Regions from separate parts of the Callithrix jacchus genome. Here region 2 is linked to region 1. A link is a contact called in public Hi-C data. All regions are on one chromosome and are shown on one strand. Each heading gives the region's core, a stretch centred on a gene start, on an enhancer-like site or on the middle of the called end of the contact. The rest is flanking DNA. Distances are from core to core; before and after follow the strand shown. Region 1 has its middle 23 kb from the start of SHCBP1L. Region 2 holds the start of LAMC1 (laminin subunit gamma 1).

What was found. A called contact is a pair of places that touch in the nucleus more often than the background predicts.
Region 2: a contact with region 1 is called in a Hi-C map of skeletal muscle, with 2.9 times the contacts expected there. The contact joins the promoter of LAMC1 here to the enhancer-like site in region 1. A contact is called at or near these places in 2 of 3 Hi-C or Micro-C datasets (both in skeletal muscle).

What each region holds. Positions count from the first base shown.
Region 1 is chr18:41,150,792-41,156,038 of calJac240_pri, reverse strand. No RefSeq gene overlaps it. Among named protein-coding and RNA genes, the nearest start is that of SHCBP1L, 23 kb to the right of the region's middle. Within about 2 kb of position 2,083, at least 1 of the 16 cell types and tissues checked has an H3K27ac peak or open chromatin away from gene starts, as enhancers often do. A contact at or near this core is called in skeletal muscle, where this site is marked.
Region 2 is chr18:41,197,367-41,202,885 of calJac240_pri, reverse strand. It overlaps LAMC1 (laminin subunit gamma 1), which reads right to left and starts at 4,244. Exons shown (of 28, transcript XM_002760283.6): 1 at 3,355-4,244. The coding sequence starts at 3,769.

The DNA.
Region 1 (5,247 bases), core at 834-3,333:
CAAGATCATGCCATTTCACTTCAGCCTCAGCAAAAGAGTGAGACTCCTTCTCAAAAAAAAAAAAAAAAACAAGTTCCAATAGTTTCCCAGACTCTTATCTATGCTTTTGCAAAAGTCCATAAGTTGGTGAAAAAATTAATTTAGTGGATATTGATTAGTATTTTTAAATGAATAGAAAATATCATAGGCATTACACATCGTAAAGGTAAGATTTCTATGTAAACATTTTGTTTTACTTGAGTACTGGGTAGACATAAAATATATTTCCTACTATTAGCCACGGTCAAACCTGTTTGAGAAAAGCTGCTCTACGTTATCTGTCCCCATCTGCCTTTCTAACGTCACTTCGTGCCACCTGTCCCAGGGTCTGAAGCTGTGGCCGTGTAGGGCTACTGTCAGTCCTTCCATAACATTGCAAGCCCTTTGCCTTGCAAGGCATTTGTGCTTGCACTGCCTCTGCCTGGATTCCTCCTCCTGCCAGGTTCCCATGGATGGCTTCTTTTCATCTTCAAGGTCTCAATGAAAACTTCCCAACCCAGAGAGAACTTCTCTGACCATCCTATTTATTTAGTTCCCCTCTGTTATTTTCTGTCTCAGTAACTTTTCTATTTCCTTCGAAACACTAATCACATTTGTAAAAATATATTTGAAAAAGATGTTTTAGTCTGCGTCCTTCATTAGAACATAAACTCCATGGGAGTGGAAGCCTTGCCAGTCTTTTTGCTGCGTTTACCCCAGCATCTTGAAAACTCAATTCTATTTGGGTTACTTAAAAACTTGACACTTGTAAGTAAGATCCACTATCACGTTCTGAGAGGTGCCAGAGTCAACAACTGATTATTGTTTGTGAAATATTCATCGGCCTTGGCAGGAGATGTGTTTTGTGGTAATAGAGGTGAATTTCCTTAATAAATTCCCATCTGGTTCAATTTATCTTGTTACGTTGCTTCCTTAATTGGAGGATGTTTGATGGTAGCTTCTGAAATGATATTACTGCCTTGTTTAAAATTCCATCTAAGTTTTTAGCCTGGCCACACAGCATTGATCAAAAGTTCAGTCTTCAGGAAATGAAGCAATCCTTTTTCTTGGCTTGGAGTCCACCTGAACAGCCACTAAGGGTCTCTTTGTTCGGTTGGGTACGTCCAGCTTTATGAATGAATAGCCCCTTCACTAAGAAACAATAGCAGAGATCCGGGCCACTAACTAGTTGAGAAATGTTAATCTCCTTGAAGGTAATTATTTCCAGAAGTGTAGCAACTATTAGAATGTTTAGGTTCCTACTGTTTGATAGAAATTTAACAAACAAATTTAAAATGTTTTATAAACCATTTAAAGGTTTTATTTTCTGCTGCAAACTCCTTACTGTCAAAAAATCATGGTTTCATACTGAAATTCTGAGGTTATAAACATTTTAATGAAATTATTATGAACTTACAATTTAGAATCTAAGAGCCTGATTTTATTCATAAGTTTAATTCAGTTTCAACCCTTAAATCAAGCGTGGGGGACTGATTCATTGATCAAATGTGTAGTTTATTGTTAATGCCTTTACCTCACCAACTGAAGTAATGCATAAAACTTACAAGGAGAGACTGCTGTGACCTTCAGATGTTTACTGCAAGAAGTTAAACATTAGACTTTGAGCAGGGGTTGATCAACAGTCTATTTCTAACAGCGTACTGACAAATGCAACCTTATTCCATGTCTTCCTAAAAACCACCAGCTAGTTACTGTAATTGTAAGCTATCCTGTAACTTCATGGCAAAAAAATAAAAAATAAAAAAATAAGCACGCCTTGTCCCAATGTTCTTAGAAACCACAGAGTCCTTAAAAACCAAAAATAAACTTTAGAATGAGAAAAATAACTTTTAAACTTTTATCTTTTTTCCAAAAGTACAGTTTCAAGTTAAGTAAAGTGAGAGTCCTCCTAACACCTTCTTGTGAACTGAAACATTTCTTACCAAGTAAGAGTGCTCTCGGAATGAACCATGACGAATTTAGCCCATATCTGAAAAATACCACAGCCATTCTGCATTGTTTGATCTTATTTACTTTCTTGTTAGAAGGAACTTCCTAGGAGCATTGAGCCGCCCTATCTGTCTTAGGCTCTGCACCTTGGTTTATAGGCTACAGCTGTGTATGGGAGGACTTAGGTTGAGTTCTGAATGCTAAAAAGGTAAGTGATAGGTTTATCTAAAATAAGCCATTTGAAAATACTATTCATATTTTATAGTGTCTTAAATTCATCCCAGCCCATTTTAAGGCAAAATTTCTAAGAAGATGGATTTAATGTTTAAAACCCCTAAGACCTCAGATTAAAAAAAAAAGAACAAAAACTCCCAGCAGCTTCTCATTTTTAATTTAATCTTGCTATCATTTAGCCAAACTCTTATATGGGATGGACTCTTCATTCCTCTGCTGTAACTATCAATTTTCAATTAAAGATGTGAACTACTTTGGGTTCCTCAGTTCATCTTCAGTTTCTCTGGTGATAAGCAAAGTACATTTGTTGAGCTAACCTGGCTGTCACAGGACAGCCTTCACTCTCTCATGAGCTATGCAGTGTCTCATATTATATCACAGTGACATTAGGCAGAAGTAGCCTCCAAGAATAGATTTCCTGACAGGTAATATTTCAGTTTGACATTTCCACTTGCATTATCTAATTACAAAATTTAATTTTTAAAATTACATAAGCAAATCAAATGTAAGGGAAAGAAAGAAAAATGTTTCTGTGAGAACTAAGTTGAATGCCTTGGAACCACTTGATTAATTAAATCACTTAAACTTGTTTAGTTTTCAAATTAGATGTGAGTGACACAATATTAAAAATAACTGATATAAAAAAGTCTGAAAACAAATGCCTCAAGCATAGTGGGGTAACCACCTCCTGGCTACAACAGTTAATGCTATAGGCATCAGGTAGCTCAGATAGGTGGAGGTTGTTAAGAAAGCATACTTTAGTGTTGACTTCAGCCGTTTTTATAATATTCTTATGTAAAAGTAGATCATGGGCCGGATGCAGTGGCTCATGCCTGTAATCCCAGCACTTTGGGAGGCCCAGGCAGGTGAATCACTTGAGCTCAGGAGTTCAAGACCAGCCAGGCCAACATAGTGAAACCCTGTCTCTACTACAAATACAAAAATTAGCCAGATGTGGTAGCATACATCTGTAGTTCCAGCTACTCAGGAGGCTGAGGCACAAGAATCGCTTGAGCCTGGGAGGTGGAGGTTGAAGTGAGTCAAGATTGTACCATTGCACTCCAGTGTGGGCGACAGAGCAAGACTCCATCCCAAAAAAAACATATAAAGAATACATGGGTATGATAAAGTGTGCCAAAGAAATGCAGTTGAACAAACAAAAAAAGAAGGGTTAATAAATAACTTAACAATAATAATAAAAGCGGCAACAGAGCATCCCAAAGAAAATGCCCTTTCATTTACGATTGTAAACAACTCAGTCTGCATTTTTAGTTACAAGCAACAGAAACTGACTCTGGTTATTTAAGCAGTTTTTAAAGATAAGTTTATTTAAAAGATATTGGGTTAAAAAGCGTGAATTTTAGGGTATGTAAATCTCTTCTCTTTAATAAAGCTGTTAAAGAAGAAAAGGATACTGGGTAGCTAACAGAAGAGTGGAGGACTGGCTTGAGGCTATGTTCCCTGGAATAACACGGAAGGCCATGATACAGAACTGGCTGAAGAGGAACTTGCTGCTGCTGGCTCTGTCCTCCCCACTACTGGGGGGCACACCGTTGGCCTTGCTGCCTAGGACTGACTTTACAGAGCTTCATACTGCTGCCTAGCACCAAAGCTATTTCCTGGGTGAGAATCTTTCTGAAATAAAATCTCACTTGCTTATGCTCTAGCTACAAAGGACTCCAGGGAACTGAGTTTCTAGGCTTGTATCTTGGGAAAGAAGAATTCCTAAGAACAGAGATGTCCTAAAAATAGCAAGAGTGATCAAAAGATGCTGGACAGCCTAAAAACATACGAAATAGCTATATCAACAGCTTACAATTTGCAGTGGACTTATCTATGATCAGTCAAGTTATCCTAATCCAGGACTTATGATATCAGAGCTCTAGAATTTCACAACCAGTGTGTGGCACATCAAATCTCTGATTTCTCCAAAAGAATACAGTAAGATCTATGGTGACTGTATATACAGTCAGCCCTCTGTGTCCGCAAAGGATTCGATAGCGTATGGAGTACGTCAGGAATATACTACGCAATTTTATGTAAGGGGCTTGGGCATCCACAGTTTTTTGGTATCTGCAGGGGTCCTAGAACAAATCCCTCCACAGATATGGAAGGCCTACTGTGTTTCTTCTAGCGGTCAAGGGAATGATCTCTGGAAGCAGATCTTCTGGATTCAAATCCCAGTTTTGGTCCTTATTTGCAGTGTTACCTTGGGCATATTTACGTAATCTGTTTCTTGAACTGTAAACTGGGAATAAGAACTGTAAACTGTAAACTGGTAACCCACATTGCATGTTTTAAATGAGTCAATGTATGCAGAGCTTTTGAAACAGTGCTTGACTGAATCAGAGTGAGCTATTATCATGGGTAATGAGTAAGTACTACAAGCAAACCAGAACGTAGGAAACCCATGAGCTATAAAATATGTGCAAAGCGCATAGATGGAGGCTCAGAGGTGAATGAGGTGTGACCCTTGCACTCGAGGCACTGGAAAGAAAATGTGGAAGATAAACACATAAATTGTGATATAAGATGGATGGCAATAAGTGCACAATATTGGTACACACAAATTTTTATGTAACTATTAAAAATGAATTTAATAGTTACATTAAATATTATGCAATTATATTAAATATTATGTAACTATTAAGGTGAGATTCTTTTCTGCAACACCTTGTGAAACACTTTGAAGTCTGTCAGGTTTTAACTATGCCTTAAATAAAGAGTGAAAATTTGATGGGCAGATATTGCAGGGAGGAAGGGAAAGAGGGCAATCCAAACAGGAATAGAGCACTTTAATAAAAAAGCTCAGAGGTAAGAAATTATATGAAAGCAGTCACATATGTTCTTATGAGATAAAGAAAGGTTAGTAGGACACAAGGCTAGAAAAGGAACATGGACCAAATTGTGGGGTGCTTTAAATGCTAGTTGGGGGAGAGGCACTGATAATGAATGTAATGAAATCTTTTTTTTTTTTTTTGAGGTGGAGTCTCGCTCTGTCACCAGGCCAGAGTGCAGTGGTATGATCTCGGCTTACTACAATCT
Region 2 (5,519 bases), core at 2,995-5,494, 45 kb before region 1:
ATAAAAGGCAAGTCCTTAGCTACAATCTTAGCATCAAGTACCTGATGCTGATAAAAACTTACTATAACTTACAAGACATAAAAGCCAAACTTTTTAACAACAATTGAATAATCCATCCAGAAGTCGAAAGCGAAACAAAAAAGACGTTTTAGGAAAGGTTGTTGAGATTTCTCCCCACAAAAAGCATAAAGTGCAGTTCTGGTTCGCAGAGCAACTTTAACTCTTTTTATCCGAGGATGCACTGCACCCTGCACCCTGGATTACTGTATATGGTGCTTAAGAGACGGCTGCGTTCAGAATTAACGCTGATTTTCCTGGCTTTAGTGCAGCAAGTGATGGTACTGGTACAATGATCAGATCTGTATTTGCCATCTGTTAAAATACACATCAGCCTTCCGAAAAGTACCAGTTAAAATGGTTCTATAATTTTATATATACATGCGTATGCATAAAAAATTTCTAGAGGGTCATATTAATATACAAAATTGTGAAGGGTGGTCTCCAGGGCATGGAGCTTAGCAGCTAGTTATAAAGAGACTCACTTGTCATTATACTTATTGTCTGAATTTAAAATGTCACGTTTTATTTTTATAATTAAAAAAAGTCAGTGCCAAAACACTTACATAACTACTTACATTTCTTATGTATGATTTGAGGGCTTATTTTAAAGTTTACTGTATTTAAAGCTCAACATTAAAAGGAAGGCTAGAAAAGCGGTGGCTAGACCTCATTCTTTCACACTGCTCATTTCTAGTTTCACATGCTCTGTAAGGGCAAAGCACAATATGCATCACTTGTTTAAGGGTATGTGAAATTTGAACTGGAAGGGAGATTTAATAGATGCACAAAACAGTCATGGTACTTGAATTCATGGGAAATAATCAGTTAGCTACAGCCCATGGAATAAGCAGGGTTAGGGAGTGAATATGCTGAACATCAAAACACACAGTGACACACAACACCTTGCCTATTTGTCATAAATTGTTGATCAAAACATACATGTATACATATAATCTTGTCATTAAGGAGGAGGGAGGGGGAGAGAGAAAGAGAAACTTCAACCTCACTACACACAAACCTTCCCACCACCTCCATCACACATGACTTCTTCCAGGATGTCATTTCTGATCCAAGAACAAGTCAAGTAACCTAGTGAAGTTTTTATCAACTGTCTTAACTACAAAGTTTAAAGTACATATTTTTATAGTTAATCACAATACTTGTATGAAAATACTTTAAATATCTTTTAACTTACAAGTTTTAACTCATAGTTTTGTGAATTTCACTTAGCAAGAATATTAACAAAAGTTGAGGAATATTTCAGCAAAACCAAGTCCAAGCATAAAATATTTTATAGTAAAAAAGTGATGTTAGAGGTAAACTCTACGATCTCTTTTGACCTTTTAATCAACCATGACCCAAAATCAACGTATCTGCCTCCCAGTGGAAGCAATCTAACTTACCTGATACTGGCTTACTCTACCACATTGTCTTTGCAACAGGGGAGTAATCACTGAGCAATCTATCTACCTCTGCAATCACCTTAAACAATCTTTAGCTACACAGTGCCTACAAGAGAAAATTCAGAGAACCAAGACTGACAGCCCCACCTTTATGTAAATAAGAGACTGTTGTTCAGTAATTGTCAATTGAATCTCAGGCATCCGAGATGTGAAACATCAGGCAACGCCTTTTCTTTGAAAATTTTAAAATCTGAAAATGAACAAAATTAAGACTTCAAGAGTATTCAAACTTGAACATAGAAACTTCAAGTCAAAAATTAAACAAAAATACTTAGATACAAATTTCAAAAATAATTTTGGCCAACTTAAAACATATAATAGGAGAAAATAAAAAGCAACTGCACAGATCTTAGGAAACCCTCAGTCACTAGCTATGTCTTTAGAAAGGCATCTGTTCAAGACACTACTCCTCCTATACATTTCCGATACCTTTAAAAAGTGAACTCAGTGTACTTTATTTCTTCAATCCCTGAAAAACAGGTACCTCAGAGTAACATTTTATGAAATTATTTTCAAAATGTTTCATTTGTTTAATGGCTCAACTGCAAATAAAATAGTATTTACTTACTACAAAGATGTTAAATAATTCTGCTTTTCTAACACTTATTCCACACACAATAGTTTAATCCCACTTTTCAAAGTACTTTTTGTAAGTCAGATTCTTTCTCTGGAATCTTACATAAAGTTTAGTGTACCTGAGAGCAGCAAAACCATGATCAAAAGAACCATTTGCCTACACCATGTTCCTTTCCAACACCCCTAAGTGATATTAGCCTCCCAGAATTACCCTCCCTTAACAGAAGAATGGCTTGGGGCAGTCTGTTCTCTGTTAGTTCATTAGTACCAGCTATTGGTAATAATCAAGCCTCCTAAGGCAATGGGGAGTGAAGCGCTAAGTCAAACGTCAGTTTCTCACACATCGGTTCTCTGTTAAACACAATAACGAAACTTTCTGCTTATTTACGCATCTCGATGAAGAAAAACTTACCTAGATCAAACATTATTTTTGGTACTTCCTGACACACATGTCCATCCTCATCCACTGCCCTGCCATGAAGTTTTCTATACATCCCTTTCCTGATTTCTGAAAATCACTTATACGTGTTTCTATACTTGCTTTGAATGAAAGCAAAAGGGAACACAGTAAAGGAGAGGCTTTTTACCCAGGGACAAGGCTGTGCCCAGCAATTACAGTGAGTGCACTTCCTTTTGTTTATTCTGCACCAGGATTAGCAGTAACATCGTTTTGTGGCTCTTAATTAAGTCTGAACAGCTCTAAAGAACGATAACTTCAAAAGTGAATTTATATTTTAATTATACACAGGCAATATAGGCAGCGAAGGCATTTGCTCCCCTCAATTTCCCTTAACTCAACAGACCAATCACCCTCAGCCCTGGAGAGATATCTAAACATTTTAAAGGCGGACCTTCTGGTTTCTGATCCAAGAATGCGTTGTGATGGCCTTGGTAGCAAAGAGAAAAGCTACGATGAGAGTTTCCGATTAACGCTCAGGAAAAAAAAGGGGGGGTGTGGGGGAGACCACAATCCTAACAGCCGAAATGCAATATAATCAGAGCCAGAATCCCGTTAAGTCAGAAAGAACAGGAAAACAGAGAGACATCTTGTGCGGAACATCCCGGCCCTCACGGGACGTTAAAAGCGAGATCTATTTAAGAAGTTGGAGAAAGGAGTTTCTGTGTGGCCCATGCCGGGGAACAGAGAGGCAACACGCGGCTGTCTGGGCCCGGGAGGCCGGCCCCGGAGATGAAGCCGGTCCGGGAGCTGGGCTGCTGGCGAGCAGTAACAGGGGTCGGGGCTGTCACCGCTTACCCAGGTGCAGTGTGAGGTTGATGGAGCTGGGGTACTGCACCCCGGCCAGCATGGTCTGGCTTTGCCACCAGGTGGTGTCGGCCTGGTTGTTGTAGTCGGTCAGGAAGGCTGCCCCGTGCTGCAGGTGGGGCTGCCCGGCGTCGCACAGGTGACAGGACTTGGTGACCCCGGTCACCCCGGTCTGCACACAGTACTCCTCGGGCGGAGTCCCACACGTGTTGGTGGCCACCACGGTCACGTTGAAGGCGGCGTTGACGAACTCCGGCATGCAGCGCTGCGGCCGCCCGCCCTCGTCCGTGCACTCGTCCATGGCTGCCCGGGCACAGCCCGCCGCGGCGGCAGCCAGCACAGCCAACACCGGCCAGAGCCCCCCCCGGGGCCGCAGGGTCCTCGCGGCCCGCTGGCTACCCCTCATCCCGCCGCCCGCACGCTGGGCCAGAGCGAAGGCAAGAGCACGGGCACGTTCCTCTCGCCTAGCGGTGTCCCCCGGAGGCCGCTCCGCTGCTTGAGCCGGGGGGCCCAGGAGCCTGACTCCGGGGCGGGCGGTGGCGGCTGCTCGCGCCGGAGAGACTGACGGGTGGGCGCCCCTAGCGAGGACCGCGCTGCTCGCCGACCACTGCCCCTGCGCGCCGCCTCCGCGCCTCCCTCACCACCCTGGGAGCAACCAGCACTCCGCGCCGACCCCCGACTTCCGAGCGCGTGCCCGAGCGCGCGCCCCCGGGGAGGAAGGAGCAGGGGGTGGGGTCGGCAGGGTGGGGTGGGGTGGGGTCTGGTTGAGGAGAAAGCCCAACCCAGTCTCCTCTCAGCAGCTCCGGCGGACCCCGCGGCAGCTACCCGGCCCTCCGCACCCCATGTACTGCGTGTCAGCCCGGGCGCCTCCAGGCGGCGGCGGGAGCGGGGGCGGCTGCGTCTCGCGCTCGGGCCCGCGGCGCGCGACCGGGGAGGAGGGGCGCGTGGGGTGGGCGGGGAGCCGGGGAGAGGTGGGGAGGGAAGGGAAGGGGAGGGGAGGACGGCGGGGTGGTGCATGCCGGGAGGGAAGGGCGGCCTCGCAGACCCGGCTCCCCGCGCGGGAGTCGCCGGGGTCCCCGGGCTCCGCGGCCTAGGGAGACTCCGGGTTGGGGGAGGGCACCTTAGAGGGGCGATGCGGGTCAGGAGGTCCCTCGGGGTCGGACACGGGGCCCGGTTCCCAGGTGGACTGCGGCAGGGGGGTCCCCGCCCAGCCAGGTGTGGGTCCCACCCGGGATGCCGGGGTCCCTGCTCCACCCCTCCAGAGCAGAGGTCCCGGGGCGTCCAGGGGGCCGACATAGGCCTTGGAGAATCAGAAGAGCCTGGTCGCAGCAGCCAGATGAGTTTCGTGAAGCGATTTCCTGCCGCTAAATTAAAGCGTAGCCAGTCGTTTTACCCGGGCAAGGAAGGAAGTGAAAAGGCTGGGAATGGAATGACATTTTTCCCTTGGGTACGCACGACCCACTGCGAAATTCTTCCACTGTGTTGTTTGTGTTCCTCGGCTTGCCTTTAAAAGACTCGAAATTATCTGGATTCTGACATCCTCCTTTTCGGGCCTGCTGAGTCACGGAATATTCTGAGTGCCAGAATGACTCAGTTCACAGAACCTGAGCCAGAAGATCATGAGTTTTAGTCGCGGATCAGAACCTGGGCGCTTACCCACGCAAACAGACCAGGACAGGGAGGCAGCAGTTTGAAACCCTGGCGTCCTCAGGCAGAGAGGATGCACATAGTGGATGACACGGATTTGTTTTATTCTAGCTTTTCAAGAACTTGATAATAAGGTGCGGATAAGTACACGGCAAAAACAAACACATGCCTGGTTTCGGACCCTGTTGTCCCGTTAAGATAGGGGTAATGTGAATCTGAAAACAAATAAGTATATGTTAAGTGACTCTGGATAGAGTAGGTGTTAGACGCAGACTGCTAATTAGGAAGACCTTAAGGATAATGTTCTGGTTGGATGAAGAAAGGAGGGGAATCCAGGGACTTGTTACACGGCTGAGCTTACTTAGCAATTATGTTCATCACTGTTCCGTTTATTTGATGAGATGGGTGGAGATTATGCATGGTTAAAGTGCCTCACTCTTGGCACCTTTGGGAGAATAAAGTTGTGGGGACTATAATAATTTTCAGTCCTTTCATATTTGAGTTGAAGC